Linked DNA regions of Mus musculus: region 2 is linked to region 1. The links are chromatin contacts, called in public promoter capture Hi-C maps. All regions are on one chromosome and are shown on one strand. The core of a region is the stretch at or near the end of the contact, and the rest is flanking DNA. Distances in the headings are between cores, read along the strand shown.

What was found. Promoter capture Hi-C pulls out the DNA fragments that hold promoters and counts their contacts.
Region 2: a promoter capture Hi-C map of macrophages shows a contact between it and region 1, with 6 read pairs. The contact joins the promoter of Serpinb9b here to the enhancer-like site in region 1. A contact is called at or near these places in 4 of 39 promoter capture datasets (the 3T3-L1 cell line, HPC-7-derived erythroid cells, hippocampal neurons and 1 more), 11 of 484 Hi-C or Micro-C datasets (the C2C12 cell line, the Patski cell line, the STO cell line and 7 more), 2 of 115 datasets of contacts at active chromatin or transcription factors (extraembryonic endoderm stem cells and trophoblast stem cells) and 2 of 9 other capture datasets (adipose tissue and liver).

What each region holds. Positions count from the first base shown.
Region 1 is chr13:32,924,825-32,932,192 of GRCm38.p6, reverse strand. It overlaps a transcript of Serpinb1c not described here. Among named protein-coding and RNA genes, the nearest start is that of Serpinb1c, 30 kb to the right of the region's middle. Within about 2 kb of position 2,717, at least 93 of the 459 cell types and tissues checked have an H3K27ac peak or open chromatin away from gene starts, as enhancers often do. A contact at or near this core is called in the C2C12 cell line, the STO cell line, macrophages and 3 more, where this site is marked.
Region 2 is chr13:33,024,890-33,032,257 of GRCm38.p6, reverse strand. Serpinb9b (serine (or cysteine) peptidase inhibitor, clade B, member 9b) reads right to left here and starts at 4,844. Exons shown (of 7, transcript NM_011452.3): 1 at 4,658-4,844; 2 at 2,629-2,806. The coding sequence starts at 2,796. Gm36099 (predicted gene, 36099) reads left to right here. Exons shown (of 3, transcript NR_166906.1): 3 at 911-1,198.

The DNA of each region.
Region 1 (7,368 bases), core at 1,468-3,967:
AGTAACAAAGACAAGCAAGAAATAGTCAAACTCTAGGTCAAAATCAACCAGTTAGAAGCAAAGAGAGTGATACAAAGAATCAACAAAACCAAGAGCTGGTTCTTTGAGAAAATTAACAAGATAGACAAACCTCTAGCCAAACTAACTAAAGGGCACAGAGACAGTATCCAAATTAATAAAAATCAGAAATGAAAAGGGAAACATTACAACAGTAACTAAATCAATTTAAAAAAAAATCAGAACCTACTATGAAAGCCTACATTCAACAAAACTGGAAAATCTATATGAAACTGATGGGGTTTTTTTTGTTTTTTTTTTTTTTTTAGACAGATACCACATACCAAAGTTAAATCAAGATCAGGTAAACTAAACAGTCCTATAACCCCTAAGGAAGTAGACACAAACATTACAAACCTCCCAACCAATAAAATGCCAAGGCCAGATGATTTTAGTGAGGAATTCTACTAGACCTTCACAGAAGACCTAATACCAATACTTCTCAAACTATTCCACAAAATAGAATCAAAAGGAACACTACCTAATTTATTATTTGAAGCCACAGTTACACTTATACCTCAACCACATAAAGACCCAACCAAGAAAGAGAACTTCAGGCCAATTTCACCAATAATGCAAAAGTACTCAATAAAATTCTCACAAACCAAATTCAAGAACACATCAAAATCTGTCATTCACCATAGTAAAAGAACATCTGGGGGAATCATCATTCCTGACCTCAAGCTGTACTACAAAGCAGTAGCGATAAAGATTGCATGGTATTCGTACAGAGACAGACATGTTGATCAATGGAATAAAATTGAAGACCCAGAAATAAACCCACATATCTATGGTCACTTGATCTTTAACAAAGAAACTAAAACCATACAGTGGAAAAAAAGAAAGTGTCTTCAATAAATGGTGCTGGTCTAACTTGGTGTTTGTATGTAGAAGAATGAAAATAGATACATATTTATGACCCTGCACAAAGCTCAAGTTCACATGAATCAAGGATCTCAATGTAAAACCAGATTCATTGAATCTAATAGAAAAAGTGGGAAATTTCCAGAACAGAACACTAATTGCTCAAGGTCTAAGATCAACACTTGATAAATGGGACCTCATGAAACTGAAAAGCTTCTGTAAGACAGAAGACACAGTCAATAGGACAAATTGGCAACCTACAGATTGGAGAAAAATATCTTCACTAATCCTATATCTGATAGAGGGTTAACATCCAAAATATATAAAGAATTCAATAAGTTAACCTCCCCAAACCCAAATAGCCCAATTAAAAATGGGGTACAGAGCTAAACAGAGAATTCACAACAGAAGAAATTCTAATGGCTGAGAAACACTTAAGGAAATAGTCAAAGTCTTTAGTCATCAGGGAAATGCAAATCAAAACAACCTTGAGATTCCACCTTATACCAATCAGAATGGCTAAGATCAAAAAATGACAGCAGATGCTGGCAAGGAAATGAAGAAAGAGGAACACGCCTCCATTGCTGGTAGGATTGGAAATTGGTACAACCACTCTGGAAATCGATTTGGTGGTTTCTCAGAAAACTGGACATAGTACTACCAGAAGATCCAACAATACCTCTCTTGGGCATATGCCCAGAAGATGTTCCAACTTGTAATAAGGACACATGCTCCACTATGTTCATAGCAGCCTTATTTATAATAGCCAGAAGTTGAGAACCCAGATGTCCCTCAATAGAAGAATGGATACAGAAAATGTAATTCATTTACACAATGGAGTACTACTCAGCAATTAAAAACAATGACATAATGAATTTGGCAGGCAAATCAGTGGAACTAGAAAATACCATCCTGAGTGAATTAATCCAGAACCAAAAGGACATATATGAAGTGAATATTAGCCAAAAACTACAAAATACCCAGGATGCAACCCACAGTAGTGTAACAAGAAAAGGAGCCAAGAGAGAATGCTTCAATCCCACATAGAAAGAGTAAGTAAATAATCACAGGAGGCAGAGGAAGGGAAGGGCCTGGGAGGAAGAAGAGAGGGGAAAGGGGAAAAGGGGAACAGTATCAGGAACTGGGGTGGGGGGGAACAGGAGAGAAACACAGAGGGCCAGGAGAATAAATGGAAATATGCAGCCTCAGGGGTGAAAGGTGGGGAGACTCTCTAGAAAGTACCAGAGACCTAGAACTTGGGAGACTCTCAGGACTCAATTGGAGGTGACCTTAGCCAAAATGCACACCAATGGGGAGACTAAACTCCAAGAGACCACCTCCAGTAGACAGACAGGACCTCAAGAGGGAGGAAGGGGTTACTAACCCACAGTCAAAATTTCTGACCCAGAACTGTTCCTGTCTAAAAGAACTTCAGAGACAAAACTGAAGAAGAGACTGAAGACAGGAACCTAGCATAGCTATCTTCTGAAAGGCCCTATGAGCAACTGACTGAGACAGACACAGATACTAACACCCAACCATTGGACTGAAGTCAGGGACTACTATAGTTGAATTAGGGGAAGGACTGAAGAAGTTAAAGAAAAGGGCCACCCCACAGGAAGACAAGCAGTGTCAACTAACCCAGACCTCAGGGAGTTCCCAGAGACTGAGCCACCAACCAGGCAACATACATGGGCTGGTCAGAGGCTCCAGCACATATAGAGCAGAGGGCAGCCTGGTCTGACCTCAGTGGGAGGAGATGTGCCTAATCCTCAAGAGGATTGAGGCCCCAGGGAAGGAAGAGGCAGGCCTGTTGAGAGCCTCTCAAAGGCAAGAGGGAGGAGGAGTAGGGTGAGGAACTGTGGGAGAGGGAATCCAGAAGAAGGGCAAAGGCTGCAATGTATATAAAAATACTTCTTAAGAAATCCTTTCAGCCTTAGTAGTCTGTCACCTTTCTGTTTTTAAATGAAAGAAGTTACTAAAGACAGCTGTCTGCTGTACCAGGAAACCACAAGATCTGTACGCAGCTGCTCGTGAAGAACAGGCTGTGTAATCCCATAAGCCAGTGTGTTTTTGCTTTGGTTTAATTTCTGTTTTAAGAAAACAGAGGTTGGAATCAAATATTCATGATTCATAATATTTATGGAAATTTAAGGATTTCTAAAAATATTACTAATAATGATCAAAGCTTTCATTATTGTTATGGTGTAACTATCCTAAATAAGCGACTGGGTTCAGGATCTCTGGTCGAGAGAAGACAAAAGAATGAGAAAGGATAAGGAAAAAGAATGAGAAGGGAGAAAGCAGAAGAAGGAAGGATGATGAGAATCCTGGGAACAGAGAGGGTATTTGAACTGACAGCTTGGATTCACTACTGATTCCTAGTTACTATTGAATTAGCACTATTTCTATTCCTGCCTTTTCGGGACCTTGCTCACACTGAGGCTGGACCTCAGCAAAGAACATTAAAAGTTTAGGGAGTGTATTTGAACATTTATGAATTTTGGCTAGGCCTCATTTAGAGAGCCGATTGGAAATGTAGAAAGTATGAGCAGAGTTCAGAAGAGGAAAATAGTTTCCCTTGGTTAGAGTGGAAAGTTCTTGTTACAGGTTAGTTAGTAGCTAATAAAATTTCAGACTGTTGCTTTTGAAGAAGTCTAAGTTCTTGGTCTGGGTCCTTACTACCTCTACCTGAATGGCCTAAGTCCAGAAACCCAAACTAGGGGCTGCAAGGAATTGAAGACAGGACATACACATAAACAGACATTCAGAAAAGCTGGTGTCCAGTCAGACATGGAGCTATATCTATGGCTGTGGCAACCCAGAATCACAGTATGTTTATTATGTACAGCACATGGAGAGGATGGCTAGTGTAGATAGGAGGTCGCTATAGGCAAGCAGTCTCTGACCGATATCACCCAGGATGAGGAAGCAGCCGCTGCTAGTTTTTGAGACAGTGGTGTCTGGTGTTATGTTTGTACTCAGGCCCTAAGGAATGCTCTGCCATCCCTCTGAGTCTCACCCAGTTAATGCTTTGTCACTAGCATGGGACAAAGGCATTGGAGTCCTCCACACATGACCACACCCATGCCAGTCATACCCATTCATTCAGAAACTTACTCACGCAAGACTTCCTCCAATCCCCACACCTAACAGAGCAGAGGAAAAATCTAGATGGAGTCCGTCACAGTAACTGAAGATAGCAAGCCAAATCTAAGTTATCATCTAACTTTCAGACAAATCAGAGAGAATGATAAAAGTCAAACTTTCTAAATCCACACGGTTCCCTCTGCTTTGATTCTTGCAAAAGTCAGCGTTCTCTCTTGAGAAGAATCCCTGAAAGAACAATAGCTACAGCAATAACAGCAGCAACCACAGCAGAAGCACCAACAATAATAACGACGACAACAAAAACAATAACAACTATAAAAATAGCAGCAACAGTGTACTTGAAACCGGGCTCATTGTGGCTCAGAGTTTCAGATGTCTGGACACACAGTTGATTGTTTTTGTGCTCACAGTGTGTGAGAGCATCGTGGCAATAAGTGTGTAAGGTATAGTAAGCTGCCCCCCCCTGCTAAGAAGTTTAAGAAAAGAGGGGGTTCAGGGATACACCCCCACTAGCAATAACCCAGCTTTCTCCAAAAACTGTTTGCTCTAAAAGTTCTGCCAACTCTCAGTTATGCCACAGGCTGGTGATTAAGCCACAAGGAACTTTAGGGAAGAATCTCAGGCCAAAACTCTAGCAGTGGGATTAGCCAGACAGTTAATTTCCTTTTATTCTGTAACCCTGCTCCTGGCTTATCAGAAAAATAACTTTGAAATGATTAATGTCATCATAGTTTTATGTTTCTCCTTTCTTTAGCTTGTTCTTTGTCCCCTTCTGCCCAGTTTGCCAGAATTCAAGTGACCTCTCTAACAATGATGTCAATACTCTTGGAAATGAGGAGACAATGGAAAACATAGAGGTATTTAGAATGTGCCATTCTTCAAAGAGCATGCTGTCTATTTCAAAAGGAAAACACGCCTGTCTTTAATCCAAGTCAGAACACAGTGAGACAGCAGGCGCGTAGAGCATTTCTACAACTGGAAATGCAGACCTTTGAGAGCAAGAGTCCTCCTCAGCCCAGCTCTGCTTCACTCAAGGACTCAGGAACCAGACAATCAACTGTCACCAAGAGTACACCAGGGCAGTTTGTTTGAGCGTGTTGTCTGCTGCTAGTGATGATTGAGAATGAACATACAACAACACACACCAACAAATACACTTGTGCAAATAACCAAAGGAAAAATGAAGCTCTCTGGAGTGGGAGGGCTTCCAACAGAGGAGAAAACACTGAGCTGCTTATCTAGGGGAGGGTTCTCATGCAGCAACCACTCAGACTACGGTATTAGTACTGAGCTTAGTTAGTCTGGGCATCTCCTGGGTGGGGCTGATATGGATCTACAGGCTGTGCACATTCCCCTGGCCCAGGCAGAGACATTATCAGAGGCTGCTTACTCACTGCTCATCCAAAGTTGTCTACATCGAAGCCCCACTCTGCCTGTTAGTTTTCTCTCTTAGTTGCTGATCTTGACTCTTTGTCTGCTACTCTCCCTGGTCAACATTGCTAATCACTGTCTTGCAGGTCTTGCTGATTCTTGTATCTTGGCTGGTGACTTGCTGCCTGTTTTTTATTAAACAATGCTCTCTTTCTTCTCACATGTATGTGCCCACTTGTGGTCTAACTATGGGTCATTTCATTTACTGCCTTGAAGATTCCTGCCTCCGTGAATACCAGACTGCATGCCTACCTTTCACCAAAAACTCCAGTGGACAGACACAGACAGCAGGGATCAGTTATTCTATATTATGGATGAAAGTTTTGTCTGATTCTATCTTAAAAACAAAGCAAGTCAAGTTTTTAAAGTAAATCCGCTGGTTTGCTTTTTGACCTTGGGTTGGGCTGTTTTCTGTTTCCCCTTGCTGTTTGTGTTGGGCTATGATTTGTGAACAGAGGTGTAAAGTATCACATTCATTCTACACTAACTGCCACTTGGTTAAATTGTTTTCAAGAATCTTAAACTTCTACATAACTTTTAATTCACAGTGTTGGACTTTCTAATTTAACTTAACGTGCTATCTTCTAGGCCTGTGTATGATGTTAAAATGCAAGATTTCTTTCTCCTTAAGACAGAACAGAGTTTCATTGTTTTTATGAATGCACATTACTCTCTATTTTCCTGTTCATCAGTTGTTGCACACAAACAGATCCCTAATTAATCCCTGTTAGGATTAATATTGTGATAAAAACAGGTGTTACCATCTTTTGTTCATACAAATTTTATTTGTACTCACAGATTTTATTTCCTTTAGCTACATACCAAAAAGTGAGATTTTTTGAACCATATGGTAGATCCATACTCACCTTTTAGAGCACACTCCATATTGTTTTCTATAGTATCTGTGCAGACTTGTGTCCCCTTAAACAGTAAATAAGGGTTTCTTTTCTTTAAGTCATTTTGAAAACATACTATCTTGATTATTTAGGTTTTGTTTTTTATTTACTTGTCCATTTAAAAACTTCATTGTATATATTCATTTCCATAGTACTGTGCAAGATAAGGGCAATTTCACACAGTATACATTGGGTACCGTATACAACCTCCCTTCTCATACTCTCTTTGCTGTTTTTATAAAAACTTGAAACCACCAGCAATGCAGGACTCATCATTGTTTTTGGTTTATTTGTTGTTTTGCTATTTGTTTTGTTTGTTTGTATTTTGTATATGTGGAGCTGAAGGGGAGAAGCAGGTAACTTGACTTAGACCAAACTAGACACGTGTGTAAAATCATATGAATTTGAAACAAAAGCTGGGATGTAAGTTCAGGCATTTGATTGGGAAGTTATAGTCAGGACACAAAGAAAGAAGCTAAACTCCAAACTCATGGACTGGGCCAATGGATGAACATCTGAAAAGACGCAGTAAAAAAGGCACCAATAGGAGTCATGCTGCCGAGGGGAGCTGGCTGCACTGAGACTCAGGCAGGGAGACAAAAGGGCAGGTGACCAGACAGGCTGTGCTTGCACTGAATTGCCAGTGTGTGATCAGGGTCACTGCACACCCTACTTGAAGGCTGGGGCAGTTTCACTCCTCATTTCCCGGACCCAGCCTGTTATCTGGCATACCAGCTGAAGTATGTAATGAATAAACATATGACGGCAGAGGGAAAAGACCAGTGGCCAACTGGGCAGCAAAGGTGAAGCAGTAGAAACTGGAAATCAGTAGAAAAGGATGTGCCACACCTACTGAATGGAATCTCAACAGCTTTAACAGAGAAATCCATGCAATCAGCGGTGAAGCTAGGTAAACTTTCCTAGTTGTCTGATGAAAGGAACAAATCCAGAAAGTGTGAGGGAGAGAGGGTCCATGAGGGAGGGTCGGGTAGATGAGAATTTAAGATCT
Region 2 (7,368 bases), core at 3,595-6,094, 98 kb before region 1:
GTCAGCATGTGGACTAGCTACACACATTTGCCCCTTACAGTATCTTGGCTGATGAAAAGAAGGTTGGACATAATTAAGAGCAAGAGTTATCCTTACTTGCCAATGAATAGTAACCAAGTCTGTTGCTCTAAAAATAAGATAGATCTCAGCAAACTCTTGCAAATAATTTCAACATCTTTTTTTTCTTACCTTGCAGGATTTGGGATGGAACCTAAGTTATAACTCTAAAAACACCATTCCTATACCTTTAATGTTTTTTTTAATTTGAAACTTTCTTTCCCAAGCTAGACTTGGATTTGGGATCCTCCTATACTATTCTCCTTAGTAGCTATAATTAAAGGCCTATGCCATCAGGTATTGTTGCATGTAATTTTAAAAACCTCTTTTACTTTGGCTAACTTTTGAAACTACCCATCACTTGTCTGCCATCTAGTCAGCCCCCATTCCTAGGTAAAGCTTTCTGAAGATCCTGGCTATGCTCAGAGAACAGAGGCCACCATGTTGTCAGCTGATGTTTCCTTGAGACTGTCCTTTCCTCTGGCTGTCTTTGCTAAGCTGCTCAGCAAACCATTCCTGAGAATGCCTGGAGCTACTGCTGGTGGTCCACTGGCCATCTACCCTCTTGGCTGGGACTGCCTTGTGGCTGATACGCTCTCTTGTCCACTTGAGTTGCCACTGATGGAAAACACCAGACAATCTTAAAATTTAAAATCAGCTAGATGACACAACTGCTGGGCACAGAATCTATTGTCCTAAGCTCATCGGGTATCCTATGTTGGAATTATTCTGGGGGTTGAGTCTGCCTCCAGGGTCTAACAGTCCCCTGGAATACATGGTATCCATCTTCTCCACTCTTCAGCCTGGGTGAAAAAGATTTCGCTCTATATCATGTCCTCCTCTTCTTTTCTAGGGTCTGGAAATCCTGCCTCTATATCTTCATCCAGAGATTTGCTTCTGCCATCTTTATTTAGTCAAAGAAATTATTATGGAACCTCTACCTTCATGTCACCTTTTATGTGCAAAAAAAAAAGCAACAATAAGAATAACGACAAAATTAAAAACAACAAACAAACAAACAAAAAAACCTCTCCTCTCTGATATAAATTGAAAAAAATCATGAGAGGTAAATTACATAGTATGAGGTACAAATGACATCCAGTCCATCAATTTGTCAGTTTAGATAAAGCACTGAACCATCTATCCTAACGTAGAAGGCTTACTTATCCTACACCTGAGTTATGTCCTGTGTTAGGCTTGTATACCATCTGAAAACTGTCCTCTCAAATCTACATCATCTCTCTCAACACTAAAGAGCTTGGGAGGCTATGAGACAATAACAACTCTTCAACCCCTCCAAAAATCCAAGAGCGACATAAATATTACCTGAAAAATATAGGAAGCACTGACATAATTTTCAAAAAGTAAACAAATTGAAGAGACAGGGTCTACCTCATAGTTCCCTATTCCTCTAAATGTTGGAGCAATTGTCTTCAACCTACTGGCCCAGAATATCAGACGGACCTTAAGTGAAACAGAAATTATCATGAAAAACTAGCTTATTCTGTCTATGCAGAACTAAGCTGTCAACTCTCCTGCATCGTTTGTTCTTTCAAAGACAGTACTTTTTGTCTGTAGTTGAATTTGGGCAACTTCTGCTCAGTGGCTGCTCTGCCATGAAAACAGCCTCCTAAAGATAATGATGTTCAACATCCTCTCCTTTAGCCTCCCTCAGCCTTGAAGCAGGCTGAGTCAGACTTCGCTGACTCTGAATATGAGATCATCTGGGGTGTAGCCTTCCTACTTAGATGGCTATATTGTTATGTCAACTATCACTGCTCTTCTCAGAGACTCTGCTACCTGCTGAGAGACCCTTGAGACATTCTGGAGACACATCCTATCCAGGCTGGCTCCAGGCACCAAGAATGGATTGGCGGGGGGGGGGGGGGGGGGGGGGGGGATATGCCCCTCCACCCCCTTTATAAGCACATTCTCTTAGTAAACTCGCGGGCCTTGATCAGAGAAAATTTGTCTTGGCCTCATGCTTCTCTCTAGTCTCTCTTTCAGCCCCAGCCTGCCTTCCAGAAATACCCGGTTCATGTAGGCCGTGAGCCAGCTTACTACAAAAACACTCTCCAAAATGTAAAGGGAGTACTGTCAGGAGCAGAAATGATTTTTAATAATGCAATAGCTATAAATGTCATAGTCTGTCTACTTCTGATACTTTGGAAGACTACAAGTCTATATAAAATATATCTAAACTGTTGCCCTTTAACTAAACTCAGCTATTTCTAATTGAAATATGTCAAAAACACCCATTTATAATTAAGGTAGAACCATGAGTTTGCTATCTGGCCCTTAGTTCATATTCCTGAAAGAGCTGCATGGGGACAAGGTATAGCATGAAATTATTTATGCGCCACTGGTAAATGAATTCTAAACAAAGTATTGAGAGTTCCACCCTAGTTGTTACTCAGGAAATCTCATTGCCCTTAAAGAAGTCTTACTGGAGGAGACTCTCCCCTTCCTCTTTAGCCCTTGCTCCATAAAACAGTGTGTGCACATTCCTACTGTCCCTTATCAGCAGTTCTTATGCATGTGACATGGGTAGGGTTATGACAGAGAACATACCTGAGATATCTGGACTGCGGTCTGCTCCTTTGCACCCAGGAGGACCATAGCTAGAGCAGAGGAGATGCTCACAGGAGAAAAACATACATTTTTGGAAGGGTTGCTTTGACATAACATCTTCAATAGATGGATGGCAAAGGTGCCATTTGCTTCAGACAGAGTACTCATGATGCAGAGTCTGGAGGGAAAGGAGATATGGGACTCAACACAGAGGTGAAGGTTCATTGGTCGGAAGCAGGGAAACTTGGGACTCTACTTCTGATTAATATTCCAAGATCATAAGTACTTTAAATTGAATTTCAAAAATTCGTTCTAGTTCACAGTCTATCCATTTTTAAAGTTATTAGGAAGTGTGGCCATGGCAGCAGACCATACTACCTTCTTTCTCATCTACAGAGAAAGGAAAAGAAAGGAAAGATCATCAGAAACAAACCCAGGACACAGCAGAGAGAGGCTGGCTCTAGTCTCCTTCCATACACACACATACATATCTTCTGAAGAATGTTGAGCTTTGGCTAAAGAGAAGGAGGAAGAGAAGAGGAAGCAAGGAAGAAAACAGACAGGAGCATCTAGGTCTTCTAGCCTGCCTTCAGCAACTCTGCATTCTGGACTCTGCCTGTGAATAAGTCTCCTGAGATACCCAGATATCTCATGAGACAGTGCCCATTTGCAGTTAGACAGGAAAGACTCTGAGATGCTGAATGACACCCCAAAACAGGCTGGTGTTATCAACTCTGTTGTGTAGCAGGGAGCATTCCCCTGCAGTGACTGCTCAGGAGACCTTGTATCCTCTGCAGACACCCAGGCTGCTTTTCTCTTGAGCATGCCTCAGCTTCCAGATAAATGGACAGCTTGACCCAGACTACGTCACTGCTCCAGATGCCTTAACCCAGGTCTGAGTCACTGTGCATTCCATGACTGTGCTCTCACTGTCATATGACTCTTGAACCCTGGAAGTCTGTTTCAGAGTGCATGGTACTGTGCTAAAATACAGATCAAAAGCCTCGGGAGTCTCAGGACACCTCAACCCATGCTTCTTCCTACTCTTCAGACAGAGGGACACAGCATCCTGGGAGTATACTTAGATCCTCTGGGTCCTCCCCTGAAGTCTCCCAGGGCTCTGAGGGAAAGGTGGGGCTGCATTATATCAAATGAATTACCCTCAAGGTGGTCCTCTCATCTAACCCAGCTTGCCCCTCCTCCTGCATTCCTGCCTACCCTTAGGTCACTTTAAAGTTGCTTCTGAGTCCTTGAAGTGCTGTTTACTTCACCTAGAAGTTCTCCTACCCCATCCCTGTCACTGAGTTCAAACTCCTCCCCCTTCCAACTTCATTGGAACAGGACAGCCTCAGGGCCTCTGCTGTCCTACCCTAGTGCAGCTGCCCCACCCCGGGTCTGCTCATTACTCTTAAGTGTCACCTTTCTCTTACTGATTGCTGTCCACCATCGTCCATATTCTGGATCTCTGTGAAGTTAAGGGAGATGTCTGACACCCTAAGAGTAAGCACCTGGAAGCAGCGTCAGATAAAGGGATTACTCAGATAAATTCATCAAAGACATGATTACTGTCAGCATGGAGTGAACTGTTTTATAAATGGCAATGAGCAGTGCTCAAATTTGGACTAGAGACCTCCAGATGTTTAAAAGGACCTGATTTAAAAGAGTTCACTTTTGTAAGAAAGGAGGAGAGAAGGCTAAGGCAGTCAAATTGCCAATTGTAGGTACTGAGAAGAAGCACGGAAGGAGGCCTGTGAAGAGGCTGCTAACACCTTGCAGCCCCTAACCTGACTAGTAGAAGAGGAGCCAACACAGCCTAGGTCCCAGTCCCCAGGATCAGCCTCCCTGACACTTGGCCAGCTGGGGTTCCTCTTGGAGTCTCCTTTTTAAAATACCCATCACACACCAGCTCCCAGCTCTCTCTTTCCCTAACTTAATATTCCTGAGTTTCCCTCCTGGATTCAGCCTTTGTATTCTAAAACTGACTTATGGAGGTCCCACAACCCCAATCTGAGCCAGGCAAAAAACCTACCTGAGTAGCTGCTGCTCAATGTAGCTTTTTCAGCCTGGATGTCCCCTATAGCTTAACACAGCAGCCTTCCAGATTCAGCTGAGCCTTTTATTCATTCACTTCAGGGCAGGGACTTCCTGTTTAGTGCCTCTGGCCACCTACAGAGAGATAGGCTGCCTCCAGCTCTATCCTTTGCAAGAAGAGGACTGGTGAGGGTTGGGGAAAAAAAAACTGGGTGGGCCCTTAGAGGAAGGGAAAATAGCAGGAGTTTTTGCTGTGTGACAAAGAGAATCATTGCTGGATAGCATTCTTGGTTTGGGGTGGGGCATGGGGGATATGGAGGGTGCGCAGTATCAAAGCCCGTTTCCTTTTGTTTGTTTGTTTGTTTGTTCTTCTTGTTTTGTTTTTAATCAAGTCACCCTTTCTCTGTGTAGCCCTAGCTGTCCTGGGAATCTCACTCTACAGACCAGGCTGGCCTCAAACTCAGAAATCTGCCTGTCTCTGTGTCCGAAGTTCTGGGATTAAAGGTGTGTGCCACCACTACCCAGCTCAAAGCCAATTTCTTAAACACTAGTCCTACTCTCCTGTCAAATACTAATGCATTTCATGCTTTTCTCCTCAGTCATGAGCATTTCTTGTGAACAGAATATGTGCTCATGTATGTGGTATTCTATTACTAACCTGATGTTTCAGAGGCTCAGCCTTAAGTGTCCAAGGTGGCTGTGACTGGGGCACAGAGAACAGTCTTGCTACTCGATGCCATCTGTAGGAGTTGGATTGTGTCCAGAAATCTCAACTCAAGTGAGTCCACCATTCTTGAATTTGGCACAGAAAGAAATTTCATGAAGAGACAGTGTGAGATGGAGTTGGATTTATTGAGAAGCAAACACAAATATATTTAAAATGAGTAAAACACAAAGGGAAGAAAAGTAGGAAAACAGAGAATGAGACACACCCAAGCATGCAGGGCTCTCAAGGAGAGCATGGCTGCAGTGACTCAGCAGTAGCTTCATGTATGGCTTTGGTGGCTCTCAGATGTTACATCTTACAAAGTTGCTGAGAAACTCTCAATCTCCTTTATAGCTAATAGAGAGCCAGTATTTCTTTGTTTAGTTATTTAAGGACAAGCTTTTAAAACTACAAAGAATGAGGCTATATGAGGGCAAACTCATAAGCAGAACTTCCAGGCAGAAAGAAGTCTTGCTAGGAAATAGGAACATTAGGAGGACTTCACAGACCCAGGAAAGGCTCATCCTGTCTACAGGATCATTCATTTACTTCTCCTAGACAATATCAAATTTTGGTTTGGTTGAGCCTGAGAGCTCACACAGTTTCAACCTCTGTGGTGCACTCAGTCTAGATAAAGCTTTCCACTCCACGTGCTCTCCGTATAACCTATGGATGGGAGCTTTTCTCCCAACTCTTCCTCCCTGAAGCCCACTGGGGTGCATTTTGGATTTCTCCAGAGTGCTCATCTTCTCTGCTCAGCTCCATTTTCCACAAGAGTCTGCTAACCCCTCACCCAGCAGGGAGTGAGCACAGCTATATGACCTTTAGCCTGTGGCTCTCTTGCTCATCTTGCTTGGGGAAAGGTTTGGCTTCCTCTGCAACCTCTGTCCTTATCTGTCCTCCACGAGCAGTAGGGGATTTCAACCTCCTATTTCTTTGTTTCTCCTATTTCCTTGCTTTGACCAACAACCAGTTTGACCATCTTCTATCTTAACTCACATTCTTGGGGCTACTTTTCAGTTTGGTCCCACATCACTGAAACCGCTGGCCCATTGTTACCTTCCCCTTTGTCTTAATATCTTCTGACACAGTTTCTCCACTCTGCTCTGCTTCTCCTTCCTCACCCCAGCTTTCTCCAGAGACTTCCCTGCCATCCTCTTCTTCATCTTCCAAAAACAGGCTATGTTATTTTCTCTTATCTGGAAAGCTCTGTTCTTTTTTATTTTTTTTTTCACCTCCTGCCCCCCAATTTTATTTTCTCTGTGTAGTCTGTTTCAACGTGGATCTGCCCTTTAAAACAGTGCTCACTCTACAGAGCACAGATCCCACTGCAATACTCTTCTCCATGAACTTCATGTCCCCTAAGGAAGTTATTGAGATCATCTTCAGTGCACTTCCTGCTTGATGGCATGATGGAATGTGTTCTCCCTCTTCTCACACCTGGGGAATTTTTTGGAGTCAAAGTTTTCTATGTTTTTGCTGCTTTTGGCTTCTATACCAGAGGGCTAGAGTAGCAGCTCCCTATGTGTAATCTCTCTTCCTCGTTTTTCCTAAATAGGAGTACCTTACATAGGTATTATAATCAGGAATGATAAAGTATGGGTAAGAAGGCTCCCAAGACATCTCTTGGACTATAAACAGGTTTTCTTGTAAGATTCTTAGGAATTTGCATGTTTATATCTGGACAAGGAGAATGATCATGCAGGCTTAGGTTATAAGCATGGTTGCTGTTTTAATGTACTTTTGAAAATATCCTTACATAGAATGATTACTGTATGCATGTCAGCTACTTTCACAGTAACTGGGATGGCAAGAGTCTCAATCAGACCGAGAGGTGAAGAGCTTCATTCTTTTCCCAAATCTCATTAACAACCTTAGTCTTTTTCTGTTATCTCAAGATAATATTTTTCAGACACTAGTTTCTTTGACTGAGTAAGAATATTAATAATGATATTATCTAAAATAAGTTTTTATTCAATTGGTGTTGGGGCCTGGATGCTGCT